Regions from separate parts of the Ovis aries genome. Here region 1 is linked to region 2. Evidence: chromatin contacts called from public Hi-C data. All regions are on one chromosome and are shown on one strand. The core of a region is the stretch at or near the end of the contact, and the rest is flanking DNA. Distances in the headings are between cores, read along the strand shown. Region 1 holds the start of TMEM212 (transmembrane protein 212). Region 2 holds the start of FNDC3B (fibronectin type III domain containing 3B).

Evidence for each region. Hi-C and Micro-C count contacts between places; a contact is called where the count stands out from the background.
Region 1: a Hi-C map of tail adipose tissue shows a contact between it and region 2, with 2.3 times the contacts expected there. The contact joins the promoter of TMEM212 here to the promoter of FNDC3B in region 2. A contact is called at or near these places in 3 of 16 Hi-C or Micro-C datasets (liver and tail adipose tissue).

Annotation. Positions count from the first base shown.
Region 1 is chr1:216,329,136-216,333,871 of ARS-UI_Ramb_v3.0, forward strand. It overlaps TMEM212 (transmembrane protein 212), which reads right to left and starts at 1,395. Exons shown (of 4, transcript XM_015092554.3): 1 at 1,215-1,395. The coding sequence starts at 1,373.
Region 2 is chr1:216,166,971-216,171,494 of ARS-UI_Ramb_v3.0, forward strand. It overlaps FNDC3B (fibronectin type III domain containing 3B), which reads right to left and starts at 3,122. Exons shown (of 26, transcript XM_015092550.4): 1 at 2,979-3,122.

The DNA.
Region 1 (4,736 bases), core at 145-2,644, 160 kb after region 2:
TTGAATTATCTAGTTTCCAGTAATGAGTATCAGGCATCCCGGGAAACAATGAGAGAAGGATTTGTTGAGCGCTCAGGCCTCTGTAACTCCTCTTCGATCATGCCGCCATGGTGGCCACCTACTCCAAGGCTAAGTGTGTTTGTTTCTTTGACCCAGGAAGCTGAGGCACCATATCGTTGTTCAACTGTGAGACCATTTAACAGGCAGACACTGAGCAGTTGCTTAGTATCCACATGTATTTGGCACATGCAGGTTTGGCAACATATGAAGCTAGTGAAGCCGATCACCCAACTTCTTCAGTTATTTTCAGTGCAAACATGTATACTATCATGTAAGAATTGAATCGCCAGTCTATGTCTGACACAGGGTGCAGCATGCTTGGGGCTGGGGCATGGGGATGACCCAGAGAGATGTTGTGGGGAGGGAGGTGGGAAGGGGGTTCATGTTTGGGAACGCATGTAAGAATTAAAGATTTTAAAATTTAAAAAATAAAAAACAAAAAAAAAAAAAAAAGAAAATGATGGGGCTAAGCCCCTAAGATCTGGGGCTTGCAAACTTCTTGGTCACATAAACACACCTTAGTGTTTCTAATAAAAGTATTTGCCTGAAAATTATTTTACTTTGTTCATTTAAAAATTATTTTTCATGGTTTGTATTTTCTTTCCAAACTCGAAGTTTGACAGATAGATTCCAATTTCCCAGAATGTCAAGGTGAGAGCAGTAAAATAAAGTAACTTTCGAGAGAACAGCATTTCGTTATAGTATATCTAACTTGTTGTGTGTGTGTGCATGCTAAGTCACTTCAGCCATGTCCGACTCTTTGCAACCACACAGACTGAAGCCCACCAGGCTCTTCTGTCCATGGGATTCTCCAGGCAAGAATACCGCAGTGGGCTGCCATGCCCTCCTTCAGGGGATCTTCCCAACCCAGAGATTGAACCAATGTCTCTTATGTCTCCTGCATTGGCAGGCAGGTTTGCCACCTGATATACTGTATACATAATTAAATGACATTAAGAAAAACTTGTATTTTAAAAGATAACTAATAGAAATCAATGTTCTAAGGTACAATCTGATTTTCTGTAGAATTTTTATGTCTTCATGTTGTTGAAAAACTTTAAAAGATATATCATTCTCATCCCTCTTTCCCCTCCCTCTTTCCTTTATTCTCTCCACATGTGTAATAAAAACATTCATATTAAATATTTTCCTACCAAAACTCCATTCCAGATGGGACAAGCAATCCAGACACTCCATCCTGTGAACCAAAACTTGCAGGAAAAGACTGGGAAGAAAGCAATAACTCCAGAGAATACACTGAGAGCCCCCAGAGTAATGAGAACCCAGCCAGCAGACTGGTATAAATGCTGCATTTTCCTCTGTGACTTGGGTCCTGGGTCTCAAAGCCGTCTCGTTACCAAAACATGAGACTATGTCAGGCCTTGAAAAACAGAAGTTTCTAAGAGACAGTAGCCATGACTCATGTGGACCGTTGATCCACTTGGAAACAAGATTACGTTTGTTTTTAGTGAAATAATAACAAAATGGAGTGAAATAATCCTCGACATAAATTTGACACGATAAATTCTAATACTTCAGACACAGACAGAGAGATCATTCCTTGTTTGGGGCCACCGCCTTCATTCCCTTCATTCTGCCCTGTCGTGGGGAGTGACCACTTCCTGGCTTATTCAGATTCAAAGGCTTGCTGACTGAGCTAATTGTTTCTCAACTCAACCTGCCTGGTGGTTGCAGCAGAAAGCCAACATCCTTTGTGCACAATAGATCCACTTTCCCAGCACAATTTCCCACAAAACAAAGTAAAAATAAGCACTCTGATCACTTTTCATTGCATTTAATTTAAATGATTTAAAGCAAAAGCAAGACCTCTCCACCCCTTCAAAGTTCAGTTCTACTATATTATTTTTGAATTTTTGATATGAATTTATCCCCCAACAGGCACAAGCTTCATTAGGGACTTTCACATTGTTTTCACTAAACCAGCTTCACCTCAGTTAATTTATTGTTAATTCAATTATCAAGTAAAGGGCAAAGATGGAAATGTATGCAGTTATAAAATAAACTTTGAGGAGTAATTCCTTAGTTGGTTGAATTACTGATCTCCATTCATGAATCGTAATTCAAAATTTAGATGATGGGCTCATCAACATTTAAGCAATCGCAAAAGTTCATCTCTTAATTTTCATGTGTTGTAAGAAAGTAGTTTGTATTTGCTTTTGACTCAAAGGACAGGTTTGACCATCTCCTTCAAGATAACATCTGGAAAACACAGACCACTTTCAGATGACTTGTGATTAAATAGCCTATGCAATGTTAGTACCTTTTCTCGTTTTCCTTAAATAAAATGAGGAAAATAATTTTGTTGATGAAAAGATTATGGTTTAGAACAAGGCTTTTGGAGTCAGACAGCTAGGCTCCTGTCCTAGTTCCACTGTCTACCAGGGATTCGACCTTAGGCAAGGGCAAGTCACTTAGATTTTCGAGGACTGTTTTTTCACGTGGGAAATAGGAACAAAATTAGTGTTTATCTTACTAGGTGATGGTTGTGAAGATTAAATGAGCCAATACAGGTAAAATGCTTAGCACTAAGCGTGCATGCTCAGTCACTCAGTTGTGTCCGACTCTTTGTGACCCCACGGACTGTAGCCTGCCAGGCTCCTCTGACCATGAGATTCTCCAGGCAAGAATACTGGAGTGGGTTGCCTTGCCTTCCTCCCTAGCACTGACCTCCAAATAGCAAAGATGCTTGAGAAGATACCTGTTATTTCATCAGGATGTTCCATCTTTGGATTTCTTTCAGAAGAGACAAAGGCACAGTTTTCATTGTTTCTCTTATCTGTCATCTTACGGACACTATGTCTGACCCTTTCTGATAGCTTGGAAAAGCTCCCAAAGGATGCTCACGGGTACAGCTGAGGAGAGAAGCTTCTCTCTGATTCTCTCCCTTTTTCTGTCTTAATCACCATTCCACGGTGTCACCCAGATTTTGAAGAAGTTGCATTCCTAGATATATTCAGAAAGCCAGCTCAGACTTTCCACTATAGCTGTTATTTTCCATCTCCTCTCAACACTGTGAGTGTAGTCTCTAATTCCCCTCTCCCCCCACCAATGCCACTAGGTAAGTTCGACATGATCAGAGGCCTTGTAAGTCTTATAAATCCCCTTGGTGTATAAGATATTGCCAACACCTAGAATCATGTCTAGCACAGAGTAGATACTTAGGACACACTTGTTAAATTAATTAATGAATACATTCGACTTCCCAGCTATGCAACTGGGGTCCCACGGGTCTGCCTCCTTGTAGCTCTGTGTATGTGTACCATGGCCAGTGTGTGCTAATGTCAGTGTGTTCCCTTGTTACAGAGGCAAGGGGTCTGGACTGAAGAAAAACTTGTTTGGTTTGAGCTGTTTTGACTTTTTCCTTTACTTTTTATCTCAAGGTTATAGCTACATGGTATGTCAATGTACTGTGGGTCAGATCACTCTCTCCCGTTTGCATGTTTGGAAAATAAAGACTGTTGAAACATTTCATGTTAAACAGTACAAAGATGGCAAACAAAAGGAATAGTTTTTGTTTCAGTCTGGGCAAGGGGGGTTGCTTTTTCAGGGTGTGTGACGCTGACAGGCTAACCCTGACTCTGCCATTGTGACCTGTAACCCTGAACTTATTAGTGATTAGAAAAGTCATCACCACTTACTGCAACAAAGAGAAGGGGCAGAAGGAGAACTAAGGATTTCTCTGTGTGTTTTCCCTGATCGAGGAAATCTTTCCTGGTGATTTCTTTCCACACTGATTTCATGAAAGCAAGTTGTGTAGGGAGGGCAGCTATCGGGAAAGAAGAGAAGTGTAATTCTGCTCCCGGCCTGGGCTTCCTCTCAGACTGGCCATATCTCCGCTTCCCAGGGTCTGGCAGCCAGCGAGGCTCACAGGGTTGCTGCCCCTCCAGGGCCCCTCCCTTCCTTCTGCAATAACTTACTGGAAGGCAGGTCTGTAATCCCTGGTGGAGATGGTGTTTGTCAAGGTCTTTGGAGGCTGCTTTGCTGAGCCTTCCTTCCCCTTCACTGTTGTGGCTCAGGGAAGAATGGTAGACATTCCACCAAACTCTTTAATCCATTTTTGCCACTAGAAAAATAAAAGCTCCTAAATGAATTGATGTTTTGATTCCAGCTCTCACCCATCCACTCCCGGAAAAAAAAAAAAAAAAAAAAAGGAGAAAGAAAGGAAACAAAATATAACCTGAAACCCTAAAGAGATGAGATAATGTCAGTGATGCTGAGAGAGAGAGGATGATTTGGATATCCTTTGCTTCTCCAGGTACATTCCTTCACATATGAGAAGTAATAGCTTTGTGGGAACTCAAGTCATGCGTTTTTTTAAAGTAGGATTCAAAGCCGCAGAAGGGATCCATTTTGCCAAGATTAAAGAAAATGGAGCTCTAAACAGATGGAGAGAAAATGTTGTATTTCCCCAGCAGCTTCAGGTTCAGTTCAGTTCAGTCGCTCAGTAGTGTCTGACTCTTTGCAACTCCATGAACCGCAGCATGCCAGGCCTCCCTGTCCATCACCAACTCTCAGAGTCCACCCAAACTCATGTGTATTGAGTCGGTGATGCTATCCAAACATCTCATCCTCTGTTGTCCCCTTTCTCCTCCTGCCCTCAGTATTTCCCAGCATCATGGTCTTCTCAAATGAGTCAGCTCTTCACATCAGGTGGC
Region 2 (4,524 bases), core at 1,872-4,371:
CAGGCCACATTTTAAATGGTACAACTGTTACACGTGCCTGGTGACTGCCATACTGGACAGCAGAGATATAAAACCATTTCCATCACCAAAGAAAATTCTATGTGATCTTGTGCAAGTTACTAAATTTCTATGAACCTCAATGCCTTGTCTATAAAATGTCCTTAACATCACCTAAATTGAAAGACTATTAGAATTTTAATGAGATACTGTTAAAAAAAAAACCCACCACTATATGCAGTATTTAGTACACATTAGATATCCAAAAGAGTAAATATTAATCTAGTATTGCATTTTAATCTAAGATCACAAACACGGAACAAGTCATTCCCCCTCACTGGGCCTCGTTTTCCTAAAACTGAAAAGTTGGGAGGGTCTTCAGGTTTTCAGTTCTAAGGACACTATCAAATGTTGCCACTTTAAATGAAATGTTAGGCAAAACTCCTACTGAGTAAACTACTACCTAGGCTCCTAGAGCCAGCTTCCTAACTAATCCCAACCATTCCTCCAGAAACCCCAGAAGACTGGCTCTCCAATATAGCCCATGGTCTGACGTGAGCTATTTATAAAGTCTGTCTTAAAAGGTTACTGGAATATCTTTCTGAAATTGTACATACTGTAATTAGAAGCTACAACCTCCTATTCCATGATGATATCTTACAGTTTTAAGATCTCTTTTAAAATGAACACTATCTTTATGTAGAATTCTTTCCTCTTAGGAGCATATAAACCAAAACACTTTAAAAGCGCATACGAGTTTAAGTACCATTTTTTAGTGACTTTTTATTTCTACCAAGTATGCCTCATTCTTGGCCAGCTTGTGCGTGACCCTCTCGTGTCTAAACAAAGTGAGAATTTCCATATGGTGGAGGGAGGCGAGTGACCTTACAGGTGAGGTCCCTTTGCAGGACCAGAAAGCAAGCCCAAAGACTTTACCGTCATTAACAGCTGCTCCCCGGGAGCCAGGAAATTTACAAAACGCCGGTTCCACAGAGGCCGCTTCCAACCGGGGGAAACCACTGGCCCCCATACAAGGCACAAAACCAGGGCTACAGGCTGCTCTTGGCGTGGCTGTATGGGCTCTTCCCCCGGGCGTAGTCCCGGCCCCGAGTCACAGCTCTAACTTGAGAGTAAAGAGCAGCTCAGGCAGTAGAAATCAGAACAGAGCATTTTTGCCAGAGGCCAGAAGCCTCAAAAAAAAAAAAAAAAAAAAAGTGTTATTCCAGAGCAGATTCCTTTTCTTCCGGGTCTGTCTGCTCCCTCTGACTCTTTGCCCACAACCACCGTGCCTCCCCTTTCCCAATGCCCCACCTCTCTCCACATTAAAAAAAAAAAGAAGAAAAGAAAAAAAAAAGTGGCATATTCCCTCTTCCTTAGCTTTCCCTACGAGAGCCTGGAAACTGGAGGAAATTCAAATCAAATTAACTGCACATCAAAAAATAAACAGACAAGCAATCAAGGGGGGTGCCCACCCAACAAAAGACCTCGCCCGTTCCAAAATATGATTAAGCCTGGGTGGAAGAGGGGGAGGGAGACAAGAAACCAACAAGGATGGAGAGATCAACGTATGAATCTGCGGCCCCGGCGTCGGCCCACTGCGGCCAAATTCCAAATCTTGTTTCAAGAACGTGCTGGACTGATGAGAAAAAAATTAAAAGTTTTAACTTTTAAGGCAGTCCGCAAACGGTACTGTCCAGATAAAATGCCATCGCTTCCCTTAGTCAAAGATAGAAGGGTGGGAGTTGAGATTCGAAAAGCTCCAGCTCCAACCGCGCACTCCTGGAAGCCTCCCCGCCAACGGCGCCGCCGGGCGGCCCTGCCCCGTCTCCGGGGACATCAGGCCCGGGTGCTCGGGCTCCTATGGGGCGCGGGGACCGGACCTTTGGGAAAGTTCGCGGGCACAGCCCGAGGCCCCACTTTCCACCCGGAGTGACAAGCCCTTCCCACGCCGGCCGGCCCCCGCCCAGCCGCGGGCACCAGACGGTCCGCGCGGCCCCTCCCGGCCGCCTCGGGGCGCGGATTCCGCCGGCCCGCCCCACCCCGGCCCGGGAGCCCCTCGGGGTGACCGACTGACCGGAGCTACGCTGGCCCACACACCGGGTCGCCCGCTCCTTCCCGCCGAGCCCCACTCCCCCGCCCGAGCTTCCAGCCGCCAGGCTCGCGGAGTCCAGCCGCTGCCGCCGGTTACCGCCCCCAGCCCGGGGGGAGCCCGGGGGGCAGGACGGGGAGGGAGGACGTGGCGCGCACTGAGGTGGCCAGCGCCGAGGCGGGGAGTGTCCCTGAGAGGCCTGGCCTGGGCGGGGGGGGCCGGCTCGGGCTTGGGACCCTCCCCGCGAGCATCCCCGGGTCGGAGGTCCCGGCCCGCCCCCGCCTGGCGCGGAGAGGCGGCCCGACTTCAGCCCCACTTCGCACACCCGCCCTCCTCCCTCCACCATATGGAAATCTACGGCCTCAGAAAGTGACACGTCGAAGATTCCTCGGCCTCTCCGCCCGCCCTCCCCCTCCTGGGCAGCGTTCCTGCCGCGGAGATTCCGGGAGGGGGAGCGGATTCCTCGGACAAAATCTGCTGGGAAGGCTGGGGAGGACGAGGGGGGAGGGAGAGCCCGGGAACCACTGCCCAGATTTTTTTTTTTTTTTTTTTTCCATCAAGAAAGAATCTACCCGTTTTTTTCCCTCCTCCAAACCTTGGCCAGCTGTGTGGATGAGCGGGGGCCCGGAGCCCAGTAAGACGCGGCCGCAAAGCGGAGGCCGGCACCCCCCACACCGGGCCCCCTGTTCCCGGGGTGCCCAGATCAGCGCAGGGCGCCCCAGCACTCTGGCGGCAAGTTTTCCTCGGGAAGCCCGGCGCTCCCGAAGCGCTGCGGGACAGGCACGCACTTTGGCGGACTCTGCGTCCGGACGGGGCTTTCCAGCGCGCCGAGAGTGGCGGCAGAGACTTGGGATCCCGGTCCCCTCCAGACTCCCGCTCCTGCATCCCTTACCTTCCCTGGGGCTGAAACGCGGGGCTCCGGGCGCGCCACACACCGGGTCTCCCACGCCTCCCCAGCCGACAGCCCCGAGAATCCCTGCCGCCCCTTCGCTGCTCCCGCCGCCGCCGCCGTCTCCACCGCCGATCTCCTCCTCCTCCGGCCGCCGCCGCCGCTCAAATAACTACCAGGAGGGTTAGATGGGGGATTCCGCCATGTCAATGATGTCGGGACCACATGGGGATTTGGGGCCCGCCCACTGCCGTAATCTGCGGAGTATAACCGCCTCCACAGGCTCGGATTCGCAGGAACTGTGGGATCCTCTGTTCCCGCCTAGTCCTGCATAACTATCCAGAAACTCCTCAGTTCAGCCAGACTTTAAAGTAGTCTGAGGCTTAAGGGAACTAGCAACTCCTGAAAGGCGAGGAGTTCATGGTCTGCCAAGATCGCCAACACCGGTATAAATGCAGGGGTTGCTATGTAATTATCAGAGTTAAGAGTATGACATTTTTTTATTTGCACATATATGGACTGTGAAGAAATTTGAGCGCCGAAGAATTGATGCTTTTGAACTGTGGTGTTGGAGAAGACTCTTGAGAGTCCTTTGGACTGCAAGGAGATCCAGCCAGTCCATTCTAAAGATCAGTCCTGGGTGTTCTTTGGAAGGAATGATGCTAAAGCTGAAATTCCAATACTTTGGCCACCTCATACGAAGAGTTGACTCATTGGAAAAGACTCTGAGGCTGGGAGGGACTAGGGGCAGGAGGAGAAGGGGACGACAGAGGATGAGATGGCTGGATGGCATCACCGACTCGATGGACGTGAGTTTGAGTGAACTCCGGGGAGGCCTGGCGTGCTGCGATTCATGGGGTCGCAAAGAGTCGGACACGACTGAGCGACTGAACTGAACTTTTTTAAAATCCCCACAACCTTATGAGCTGTTCTGTCACCTCCTTTCTCTATTTCCCTCAGCACTTTGTTCATACCATTCACGTAGCTTTAAGAGATTATATTAATACCAAAGTTACAATGTCTGTTTCCCCCTTTCGGTGCCCAATATGTGCTCCTAAGAGCAGAGACTGTTCCTTACTCCTGTCTGTATTTCTGTATTAAACACAGTATAATGCAAAAGGCACAGTAGGACTCATTAAGTAACTGCTATGTTTATACTAATTAAGCCAAATGTAATGTATCCTGTTGTATAGACTCAAAATGGTAAACTGACTGCATCCTGTGTCACCCCTCAAATTATCCAGGCAGACAAGTAAGTAGAAGTTATCCCAAAGAGGCCACTAGCCCTTTTAGCTTCCCAGGTATTCTAAATAATTACCTTTAGCCTCAGTTATGAGGCTACATTGTTATATAGACTGACTTATTGAAAAGACCCTGATGCTGGGAAAGATTGAGGGCAGGAGGAGGAGACGACAGAGGATGAGATGGTTGGATGGCATCACCGACTCAATGGACATGGGTTTGGGTGGACTCTGAGAGCTGATGGACAAGGAGGCCTGGCGTGCTGCGGTTCATGGGGTGGAAAAGGGTCGAACTCAACTGAGCGACT